Linked DNA regions of Mus musculus: regions 1 and 2 are each linked to region 3. A link is a contact called in public HiChIP or PLAC-seq and capture Hi-C data. All regions are on one chromosome and are shown on one strand. Each heading gives the region's core, a stretch centred on a gene start, on an enhancer-like site or on the middle of the called end of the contact. The rest is flanking DNA. Distances are from core to core; before and after follow the strand shown. Region 1 overlaps Atic (5-aminoimidazole-4-carboxamide ribonucleotide formyltransferase/IMP cyclohydrolase). Region 2 overlaps Fn1 (fibronectin 1). Region 3 overlaps Mreg (melanoregulin).

Evidence for each region. HiChIP or PLAC-seq counts read pairs in DNA pulled down with a chosen protein or histone mark. Capture Hi-C pulls out chosen DNA fragments and counts their contacts.
Region 1: a contact with region 3 is called in an H3K27ac HiChIP or PLAC-seq map of hepatocytes, with 9 times the contacts expected there. The contact joins two enhancer-like sites. A contact is called at or near these places in 1 of 484 Hi-C or Micro-C datasets (liver), 4 of 115 datasets of contacts at active chromatin or transcription factors (differentiating embryonic stem cells, embryonic stem cells, extraembryonic endoderm stem cells and 1 more) and 2 of 9 other capture datasets (embryonic stem cells and pancreatic islet).
Region 2: a capture Hi-C map of embryonic stem cells shows a contact between it and region 3, with 6 times the contacts expected there. The contact joins two enhancer-like sites. A contact is called at or near these places in 2 of 115 datasets of contacts at active chromatin or transcription factors (both in embryonic stem cells) and 2 of 9 other capture datasets (adipose tissue and embryonic stem cells).

Annotation. Positions count from the first base shown.
Region 1 is chr1:71,574,183-71,578,306 of GRCm38.p6, forward strand. Atic (5-aminoimidazole-4-carboxamide ribonucleotide formyltransferase/IMP cyclohydrolase) reads left to right here. Exons shown (of 16, transcript NM_026195.3): 13 at 1,859-1,951; 14 at 2,435-2,617; 15 at 3,604-3,759. Among named protein-coding and RNA genes, the nearest start is that of Atic, 19 kb to the left of the region's middle. Within about 2 kb of position 1,934, at least 18 of the 459 cell types and tissues checked have an H3K27ac peak or open chromatin away from gene starts, as enhancers often do. A contact at or near this core is called in hepatocytes and liver, where this site is marked.
Region 2 is chr1:71,608,306-71,612,110 of GRCm38.p6, forward strand. Fn1 (fibronectin 1) reads right to left here. Exons shown (of 46, transcript NM_010233.2): 27 at 2,624-2,713; 28 at 1,108-1,377. Among named protein-coding and RNA genes, the nearest start is that of Fn1, 43 kb to the right of the region's middle. Within about 2 kb of position 1,301, at least 4 of the 459 cell types and tissues checked have an H3K27ac peak or open chromatin away from gene starts, as enhancers often do. A contact at or near this core is called in embryonic stem cells, where this site is marked.
Region 3 is chr1:72,181,563-72,185,322 of GRCm38.p6, forward strand. The region is part of intron 2 of Mreg (melanoregulin); the gene reads right to left. Among named protein-coding and RNA genes, the nearest start is that of Mreg, 29 kb to the right of the region's middle. Within about 2 kb of position 1,844, at least 79 of the 459 cell types and tissues checked have an H3K27ac peak or open chromatin away from gene starts, as enhancers often do. A contact at or near this core is called in embryonic stem cells, hepatocytes and liver, where this site is marked.

The sequences.
Region 1 (4,124 bases), core at 684-3,183, 610 kb before region 3:
CCAGCGGGGCTCTCTCACCCTCTCCTCTTGGGAAATGTTCAGATTGTTGAGCTCACTGTTTCCTTCCTCAGTTTTTTTCTCTGAATCTTTGCTGTGCGTCTGGCTTTTCTGTGCTTCTGGAGGGGCACTGGTCTACTTACAAGAGGCCATTGTAGCTAGAGTAAAAGATAAAAGAGATCTGAAGTCTCCCCCCTTTAAAAATAAGATTGGGCTTCAGTGGGGAGTTTGCTTCCATCCGCCCCACAGGCATTGCTCATCGTCTTTGATCTAACTCAGAGTGCCAGGGGTATATTTGAAGTGGACTTCTGAGAGGCTATTTTCTATAGAGTCATGTGTACTGGATGGCTCAAAACAAAAGATGAAGGGTATATTAGTGATGTTAATATATAATGTTAGAATAATATATATATATATATTTTTTTTAAACCATTTTTTTATTATTTTACTTATTTACTTTACATCCCACTCACTGCCCCCCTCCTGGTCACCCCCCTCCCACAACCCTGCTCGTTCCCCTGAAAATCTTTTAAAACTAATCTTCAGATGTTGAGATGTAAGAAGTGTGGGTTCACGTGCAGTTGTTGAGTTCTCTCTCCTACATTCTTTATCCCGTTTCCCTTTTGCAGAGTAGAAGCTTCATTCGGATGAAGCCAAGCTTATCTTTTTCTTTATTTTTAAATTTTCATTGCATGTACTCAATATATATGATACTGTATAACATAAGGACATTTTCATGCATACAGTGGATATTGTATTTAACCATACATTCTCCCCCTCTCCCCCTTTTAGTCCTCCCCACTCTCTTCTCTTTCTTCCCATAGACAGTTTTTTCTTCTTTCATATTGTACATACTGTGGATTCATGATTTTATATATCTATAGATCTAGGGAGCACAAGCAAAATAGAATATTTGTGTTTCTGAGAGTGGTTAAGTTATTTACTTAATATGATTATCCTCAGTTACATTCATTTTTTTCACAAGCAACATAACTTCATTCTTCTGTGTGTGTGTGTGTGTGTGTGTGTGTGTGTGTAGTCTGGGCTGGCCTTGAAGCCCAGGTCATCCTTCATTGACCTCTGAGTGCTGATTGCTGGGACTGCAGGCCTCCTGTATCTTTTTTGTAGCTAGTGTAGCTGTCTGTAGCTGACACCCTTCGCATGCTTAGAGTGCACACTTGCTTCATTGTTCTCCTTGCTAATTTGTACCAAAGGTGACGTTTTACAGACTTAATGCTGAATGTTGGCTTTAGAGTTTGCAAAAAAAAAAAAATTATTTATTTCCAAAACTATTTCTTTGTGTACACCAGGCTGACCTTGAACTCACAGACATCCACCTGCCAGGTACTGGAATTAAAGGTGCATCATTGCCACCAGGTGCAAAATATTTTTAAATTTTAAAATATTTTTAAATAGCTTCTTAAAATGTTTTCGGCAAAGCAAGAAATACTATAATTTGACTTTTCCAGAATAGCAGTGGTTATATGTACATCATAGCAGTGCACAACGTATATGAAAATTAATCTTCATGTTAGTTCTGATCCTGAATCTTATATCCTCAGTTAAAGAAATTCCAACCAAAAAGTATTGTCATTTTCAAATGAAGAGCGTGTCTCATTGTGTTGCTGAATGGTTGTTATCAGTGTGAGAGTGACACATGGGACTGCAGAGAGTGCACTGCAGTAGTCACAGCTGTGCTCACGTGGTTCAGTCTTGAGTAAAGTATGACTGTGCAGCATAATTTGTCCATCTGGCTGTCACTGAGGGACCTAACTGTATTAGGTCTGTCACATTATATCCGTACCTTAAAATCAAGAGATTTCTAAAGCCTGGTGAGACTTAGCTGTCCTGTTTGTTTCAGCTGCCGGAGTCTGCACTCAGAGACCTCATTGTCGCCACCGTCGCTGTCAAGTATACTCAGTCTAATTCGGTGTGCTATGCCAAGGATGGGCAGGTAACCAAGCTGTTGGGACAGAAGAGTAAGCAGAACAGAACAGTAGGCAAAAGCCTTGGTGCCGGGAAAGGGAGATTTGCCAAGTTTCTCTTCCTGCTGTGTCAGTCAGGATTTACTCAGCACCTTAGTAGACTTGAAAACTAGCCAGAGCCAAGTACTGCACTTGGGTACACTGGTTCCTGCTTAGAGGAAGCTGCCTCGGGTGGGGCTAGTAAGACTGGTTTACACACACACACACACACACACACACACACACACTCACACACAGCTCATCAGAAGAGCCTTTCAGGATTTTCATGGTTGCCAGCTATGAAGTTTGCCAGTTTTAGTCACTAAATCCTGACAGACTGTGGTCTCTGGTCCTTGGGCAGGATCTCCAGAGCCAGCAAAGCCACTCAGAGTGGAAGCTTCACTACTGTCATTCTTTGAAAAGACAGTGTTGCGGGAGAAATGTCATTGATTGCTAACGTCCGTGTTCCTTAGGTTATTGGCATCGGAGCAGGACAGCAGTCTCGGATACACTGCACTCGCCTTGCAGGTGATAAGGCAAACTCTTGGTGGCTTCGGCACCACCCACGAGTGCTGTCCATGAAGTTTAAAGCCGGGGTGAAGAGAGCAGAGATCTCCAATGCGATTGATCAGTATGTGACCGGCACTATCGGTGAGGTGCGGACTGATTGGCTTCCCAGTGGACCGTGTTGCGGTCGTCTCATGTATGACAGTCTTCCACCATCCTACCACAGAGAGGCTTCTCAAAACCCTCAGTAGTGTGAAATGCTTAAAACACCTTCCTCACCCCTGTCAACCTCACTGCTGCGCCCACAAACCTCTGAACCACAAACCTCTGCTTCCTGGGTAATGAATTCGGATTAATTTTATAGGCCCGTACTTCCCCTATGGGTTATAATATTGTCACTGCAGGGCTGTTCTTCTCCATCTGCCAGCATCCCCTAGTGTCAGCAGAGGTGACATTAGACTTGAGCCACACGTGATCTGATAGCTGGTCACCAGGGGCCTTCTCCTACCACATTTATACAAAAGCCCTTAGCAGCTCCGTGTGGTTTTGGTACTATTTCTGGTTTTGTTTGGTTTCATGTAAGATGGTGGCTCTAGTGTAGGCTGAGCTGCACTGCAGCTGTGAGTGCAGGATTGTCGGCATGCTCCATTGCAGCCTGCAGAAGGCCTTATTACTTACCACCTCTGCACTGGGATTACACTTCATGGTCAGCTTGTGAGGTGACAGCATCAGATAGTAGTAAATGCCGTGCGTCTCTTTGATTTGCCTGCGGCTGACTTTATACCTGAAACAGTTGTACATGTAGTTCATGTACACAGACATCAGTTATTATCCAGGTCCTAGGTTAGACATGAAGCATTGTCTTAAATGGTTTGGTGAAGGTATATAAAATTACAGATTTAACTTTGAGAGTCAGGACTATTGTAGGTTTTAGGATAAACAAAAGTACAATCTATTCTCTTTGGCAACCTAAGAATGACCTTTCCTTAATGAACATGTTTTTAAAACATCAAAGAACCTCGGCGTGTTGTTTAGTGAGCAGACAGGAGAATGCCCTAGTGGTTGCTGGCCTTGTGCTCTCATTGGATTGCGCTAACAGTGATGCTGGGCTCCCTTTCCGTCCCTGGCTCCCTAGGGCGAAGACCTGGTGAAATGGGAAGCACTGTTCGAAGAGGTTCCTGAGTTACTCACGGAGGCGGAGAAGAAGGAATGGGTGGACAAGCTGAGCGGCGTGTCTGTCAGCTCCGACGCCTTCTTTCCTTTCAGGGATAATGTGGACCGAGCTAAAAGGGTAAGCAAGAACTGGAGTGTGCTGGGGACGTAGAATTGTAGGGATGATTTCAGATAGCCCCTTAGAGTCTGGGGATGTGCACAGGCCACTCGAGCAGTCGATGCCTGGCCTCAGTTTCAGTTCCTAGCTTCACAAAACGAAATTGTGCTTCCTGTGTTTTAGCTTCCTAGAGTCGCATCGGAAAGCTATGTCGGTTTGATATAAGTGAGCTATTTTCCTTCCCTGTGTGATGTAGGCAAAATCCAAATTCTCTTGCTTTGTCTGGATATTTCATCGTTAGCTTATGCTTTTTTAAAGATTTATTTTTATATATTTTTATATTTTATATACATGCATGTACTTATGTATGTATTATGTGTACCTTC
Region 2 (3,805 bases), core at 51-2,550, 570 kb before region 3:
TTTCTTTTGGTTTTTGAAGACAGGGTTTCTCTGTGTGTTATAACAGCCCTGTCTGTCCTGGAACTCGCTTTGTAGACCAGGCTGGCCTGGAACTCACAGAGATCCCACCCCATGCACCCTTAACTATGTGTTATTTGGAAATAGTGGTCACACACGCCCCTATTCACAGCTAAGCTACAGATTGTTCTGATAACAGGTCTCCCAGTCATTGTCACTGAAAATATATCTATCTGTGCTTAAAGCCAAAATCTAGGGCTTGACTCACGCCACACAGAGCACTCCACCACTACACTACATCCACTGCACCCCTTTAAAAAACTTTTATTTACTTTGAGATGAGCCTCACTGAATTGCACAGGCTAACTTTGAACTCACAGTAGCCCAGGATGGCCTTCTTGCTCCAGCCTCCCAAGTACCTGGGATTACACATCTGTGCTACCAAGCCCAGCTAACGAAACAAAAATCATAGGTTTACAGTAACTTTGGTACCATATTATGGTTTTGTATGAAACCTTCTTAAAAACCAGTAAATATCCATGAGTAGTAGTAGCTCATGCCTGTAACTCCAGCACTCACAAGTCAAGGCGAAGTATCTTAGATAAGCTTGGGCTACAGAGCCAGCTTCTGAGTCAGTCTGGGCTATGACGCTCTCTCAAACCATCATAAATAAAGACTGACCAGCAAAAACACCAGAACATAGCTGAACCAGGTGACAATCTCTCAGAGAAATAAATATGTTTTTAGAGGGAGAAATGTTTACCACACAGTCTATCACTGTCCTCTTTCCCTTTTTATTGAGATAAGATCTTGTTGTGTAGCTCTGGCTAGTCTGGAACTCACTCTGTAGACCAAGCTGACCTCCAATCCAGAAATCCACCTGCCTCCAAGCGCTGGGATCAAAGGCGTGCGTGCGTGTGTGTGCGTACGCGTGCGTGTGTGTGTGTGTGCGCGTGTGTGCGCGCGTGCCTGCGTGCATGAGCGCGCACAGCTGCGCCTGGCTCCACCACTGCTCTTTGTGTCTAACATGAAGCTTTTTCACAGTCTACACCAAACCTATACAAAGTCCACACCAAGGGATTTCTTTGCGGATTAAAAAAACAAAATTACCTGTGGCTTGCTGGCCAATCAGTGGCGGGCTCTCCTCTCTGCCATTAACAGCAATGATGCTGACAACGTACTCGGTGCCCGGATTAAGGTTGGTGAGGGTGATGGAATTCCGCGAGGGCGGCACTCGATCCTGCCTGGGTCTTCCGACAGAATGCTCGGCGTGATGGCGGATGATGTAGCCGGTGATGGGGGCCCGAGGAGCCACCCAGTGGACAGTGAATGAGTTGGCGGTGATATCAGAAGAATCAAAACCAGTTGGGGAATCGAGACCTGTTTTTCCCACCCAAGGAGGGGAGCAAAAGACAACAACCACGAGCTTAGACATCGAGGATGGAGGATGTGGGGAACGCAACTGACACTGTTATACGGGACTGATAGCTGACCGCAATCAGCTTACACAAGCATTTCTTTCTTTTTTTCCTTTTAAAAGTAATTGAAACAATATGTAAAATTATAGCCGATTTCTACATTATACCGAAACACTGATACTTCTGAGGGCTTCAGCGTTGTTCTGGGTAGCTTTATATCATAAACTTGACCAAGCTAAAGTTATCTAAGAGGAAGGAGTCGTTAATTAAGAAAATGCCTCTGTAAGATCTAGGCAAGCTTGTAGGGCTTTCTCTTTATCAGTGATTGACAGGGCAGGGCCCTGCCCACTGTGGGCGGGACAGTGCCTTCTCTGGGCTCATGGTCCTGGATTCTATAAGAAACCAGGCTGAGCAGGTCATGGTAGAAGCCAGTCAGTAAGCAGCACTCCTCCATGGCCCCGGGTATCAGCTCCTGCCTCCAAGTTCCTGCCCTGCTTGAGTTCCTGTCCTGGTTTCCCTGCAGTGATGGACTACAGTGTGGAAGTGTAAGTCGAATAAACCCTTCCCTCCCCAGTTTGCTATTGATCATGGTGTTTCCTCACAAATATCACAACAACCTTAACTAAGACAAGAAACCAGTGAAATTCACAAGGAAACCAGGGAACTCTATTGTTATGTTAAACAAAGTAACATTATTATGTTAAACAAAGCAATCCAGTCTCAGAAAGACAAGTGGAGTTTTCTGGTACCTGGATCCTAGCTTTAATTTTTCATATGTGTGTATAGAGCATCTACATGTATGTGCAGAGCAAAGGTCCTGAAACTAGAAAAAGGAATGTGGGGAGAAGAGAAGGTGCTTTAAGGCGGAGAGGGTAGAAAGTGAAAAGGGTCATAGGATAGAGGTGACAAGATGACGAGAGTGAAAACGGGGCTGTACATTACTACAGGGAGAAAGGGGACCAGGAAGGATGACAGGGGGCAAGGAGAGGAACGGAAGAGGAACATCAACAGAGCATGTGAAAATACCATGGCAAAACCACTACTCTACAATAACTAAAATTAATTATTAATTAGTTGTAATTAATTATTGTCATCATAAATTAATTAATAAATTAAAAGTAATGTATCAATGCCACAAAAGGTGGAGATGCAACTATAGACTCAACCTATCATTTTGTTGCTTAACGTTGGTAGCTAACGTGGCTCACCTGTTTTCTGCCTTCCCCGGAGAGGGATGCTCTCATGTTGTTCGTAGACACTGGAGACACTGACTAAGTATTCTGTCCCAGGCAGGAGATCTGAAGAGGCAAAGTGGGATTTGCTTTAAACTTGATTGAGACTTTGAGAAAGCATAACGCTCCCCGGGACTCCGTCATCTGATAAAACATCCAAGCGTTCAGTCCCATAGCCTACCTGTGGCTAAGTGAGTATGTCTGTCTGGACATAATCTGTAAATAAGGGCCGCTCTGTCCTGTCTGTAAGCCCCAGCTCCACAGGTATAAATGGAACTCAGTCAAGTGTAAACACGGGATGTTACTATCTCTCCCGTCCATTTGAAAGGGCATCTGTGAGGGCCACTGATGTAACTTTTGTGGGAGTCTACATTACCATCTACCCATCACAACAACCACATGAGGTGGTCAGCAGCTTCCATGCTATGCAATGTCAAGATGTACAGTTGGACAAAATTTGACATGTGTCCTTGTTGGGGCCATGAATGTATTCAAGACAATGAACATACCTAGTGCCCCTGGACTCACTCCACTGCCCTCAAACTGCTTAATTTTTAAAATAGGGTAATAATGACTTCTCTAAGGGGGAGTTTCTTCTAGCATTAGGACTCTTTAAGATACATAATTAACATGTGACACGGTTTGGCTAAACCGGTGCCAACAGGTGGCGATGGGTCTAGTATATTGGACAATGTGGTTCCTACTGACTGGACAGACATTTCCACACTCGGGTTAAGTATCTGGGTCCTCTGGTCTTTAGCCACCAAGTGAGAGCTGCTGCTGCTGCCTCTTTGTAGTTAGCTTTCTGAGCCGTATCTGAAGAGCAGAGGATGTTTTCTGACCCTATTTGGAAATGGGCCTGAATGTAACTACTTTCCTCTCCTGTAGAACCCCTGTACTTATACAATTTCCTACAATGTTGCAAGCTCTTGTTCTCTTTAATTCAAAGTATCCTCTTCCAGTAGGACTCGGGAAGAAACAATTTCTATAACTTGTCTAATACATGTCAGTTGCTTTCTAAACTCTCCCAGCTTCAGGGAAATGGTGCAAACACGTGCTTTCTGAAATATGAACTAAACGTCTGCCTGTCTCCACGCAAAAGCCATTCTAAGTTTTCTAGTGCTAAATAGATCCCCTGGTGGTGGTAGATCTCACACA
Region 3 (3,760 bases), core at 594-3,093:
AAAGCTGAGAAGAGAAGAAAAAAAAAAAAAAACCCAAGGTTCTGGTACTTGTTGACAAACACACTGGAGGCTACGACTGGAGAATTCCTTAAAGATTATGAAAGGGACAGTTTTGCATGCAGAGGACACTCTCCTTTCTGATCACCAAGAAGGTAGGACAATCCTACTTCAAAGACTCTGCTTCCATTCCTACATATAACCCATTCCTTCCAATCCTCTGCCTGGGGAAGCAAAGACACAATGAAACGTGACTGCACACAGCAGTTCACACAGACACACACACACTCACACAGACACTCACACACACACAGACACTCACACACACACACACACTCTCACACACACACACACACACAGACACTCACACACACTCACACACACACACACACTCACACAGACACTGACACATACACACTCACACACTCACACAGACACTCACACACACACACTAACACAGATAATGACACACACACACACTCACACAGACACTCACACACACACACACACATACACTCACACACACACACATACACACACACTCACACACACACCATTAGAAAAAATTAGTGACATTTACCAACTTTATGCACAAAAAGAGCATACTCAATATAATATGACCAAGTATTTTACTATTTATTTTTGCAGATTGTCAAGCCTGGATTAAAACCCAGCCCACAGTCTCAAGTCTTTCCTGCAAGCCCCTGCCATCCCCACTCTTAGAGCTCCTCAGAGTCCCCCAAAGTTTATGTGGCCGTTTGGAAAGAGACCAGAGCGAATAGCTAAGAAGGCCACGTCCCCGAGGGACGTCTAGATGTACCCTTTTGCACCTATTTTCAATATTTTTTCTGGTAAGGTCAACTGAAGCTAGGGGAAAAAAAGAAAATCAGGTAAAAATGAAGCCTGAAGAAACAGAATCACATTCCGTTGGACGAGTGAACAGATAAGATGCGGTGGCTGTAGGAAAGGCTGCGTCCATCACACCCCTCTGGGATGGCTGGCCTGGGTTACCTGGGCCTGGGTAACCATCAAGGGTGTCAGATCTCCTGGATCTGAGTCACACACTGCACAGCCAGTACTAGCAACCTGTGGTCCCAACACACACTTCTGCACGCTGGAAGCTGCTTACAACGAAACACACACGGCTTAGGGAAGGGGGAGCTCAGCTCGTCTTAACTCAGGTCCACAGAAAATCACCCCGAGTTAAGAGCTTTGATAACAAAGACAATAAACTAGGGGGGAAAAAAAAGCTGGGTGTGACTTTTCCTCACCTGATCCATAATTAAACTTGGCAATTATTTGTGCCTGCTGGTATTCATTAGCTACATGGACTGACTCTTAAACTGCACAACCATAAAGTGGCACAGCCAAACCAGCATGCGTAACAATTGCTGATGGAACAACAGGTATCCAGGAGCCCTGCACCCTGATGATCCCTTTCCCCGGTATCCTAGGGACCTGAAGGCTGAGCTGCAGCTCTCCACCCCCTCCAGAACTGAAGGATCTCCTATTTCCCACACAGGTGCAATCAAAGCCAGCAAACAAGCCGCAAGCCTCTTCTGCATACTCGTCAGAACCCTCCCGTGATCCCCAGCTGAGTCACACTGACAGCAGGAGGTCCCAGTGGGTCTGTGGCGAGCCTCTCAAGCAATTAAGAGCTGATTTCATTTATTCTGAGAGAAGCAAGACCGACAGAGGGCAGGAGTCAGGGCAGGAATGTTTACAAGGACAGAGTGGGGGGGGGGGGAGGGGGAAGGCTACAATAAAGCTCTGGAGTAAGCGACTGGCTTCACTGCAAGCGACTAACGTGACACTGCAAACACACATGTGACCGATGGCTTCATCACGCTTGAGCCAGTCCACTTTGGAGGAGTTCCACAGAGCCTGCTTCGGCCACTCATAGACACACACCCTCCCTCATCCCCACCCAGTTTCCAGAGCACTCAAGTAAAGCAAAGCCAATCAGTTTAGAAAAGCATGGGGCGGGGGGAGCGGGGGGGGGGGGCAAATCATCACGGATTATGCTATAAGTACTAGGGAGAATTTTTTCTTTAAATAAAGCCCATGACGACAAGGTAACACATCTGAATTGTATCCAGGCAGTAAGGAAACTACAAGGGCACAGCAGCATCTGTGTACTCAGATGAGATAGGCACACCTTTCCATTCAGCAAGCAGACAGACAGCCTTTCTCAGATATATATACCCATGATCCTCTTCTCTAGCCAGGCTGCACACCACCTACTAGAGCAGCCATTTGTGATGTACTAACTGTACTTTCACTGGGAAAGTGGCTGACGGGTAAAGCGTTTGCTGCACTCGCTGGAGGCCCTGAGTCTGGATCCTCAGCACCACACACAGTTGGGCAGGGTCTATCAAGGAACCCGGTGATCACTGAACAGGGATACAGGCAGAGGCTGGCCTCTGAGAACCAGGGGTCCTCCATCTCTACCTCCTCACCGCTGAGCTGGAAGGTAAACGCCACCACGGCCAGCTTTCAATATGGGAACTGAGATCTGAACTCAGATCCTCAAGCACTTTACCCACTGAGCCACCCGGCCAGTCCCCAGAATATTTGGCCAAATACCTGTACATTGTAGCCCAAATACGTTGACATATAAAATTAACCTTAATATAAATCAATCAATCAATCAGCCGGGCAGTGGTCCTCAATAAGCTTGGCATTAGTCCTCAGTGTTTTGAATGTATACAGGGTCAACTGGTTGGTTGCTTTGTTTGTTTTTAAAATAAGACTTTTAAGACACATTTGTAGTTTTAGTTTCTTCTCAACTCCATCTGCCTTCTGTACCCGGAGGTAGAATCTTACCAGCAGATTGTCTTGAGCCCACCTGCCGACTAAGAAGAGCCTTCCTCACACACACTAACCCACAGAGGCCTGGCCCTCTGCTTCAGGGACAGGACACAACGGCTATGGAGGAAGCCGGCCAGTTTCTGCCCAGCTGGTCCTGCCTACATCACAGAGCTGCTGGTGTTTGTAAGTACATTTACCACTTCCACAAACCTTCCCTCCTGCAGCTTCAGACGGAAGTCAATGAGGACAGAGCCTCAAAAACAGCCCCACAGCAATGGCGGCCCTTGCCTTCTAATCCCAGCAGGTTCGGCAGCCTAAAGCAGGAGGTTATCAAGCCTGAGACAAGCTTGAGAGATTTCCAGGCCAGCCTGGACAATGGAAAAAGACAGACTCCTAAACAAAAAATAAAATAAAATAAAATAAAATAAAATAAAATAAAATAAAATAAAATAAAATAACAAAAGGCAAAGGCTACTGAGATGGCCCAGCAGGTAAGAGTGCTCACTGGCAAATCTGACGACTTGAGTTTAGGCCCTGAGACTTACATACGCAAAGGCCTGGAGACTAAAGAATAGATAGCTGCCAAAGACTAGGAACGTGCTAAATGTCACTACACAGAACATTCAGCGTTGAAAATGCCCTGGGAGACTGTGTGCCTGCAAGCATAAGGCCCTGAGTTCCGTCTCCTGAACCAATGGAAGCAGGGGCAAGCATGGCCTGGCGAGCTGGCTCACAGGTGAAGGTGCTTGCCGCCAAACCTGAGTTCAATCCCCAAACCCACTCCAACAAGCTGTCCCGTGACTTCCACAAGCGTTCTGTTTTAAGGGACATAAAACATCCAGGTGTAAGGGCGCATGCTCATGACATCAGCACTCAGGAAGCAGAGGGCGGAGGGGACTAACTCCTACAAATTGTCCTCCCCATATGCACATACAGTGTCCTCCCCCCCAAA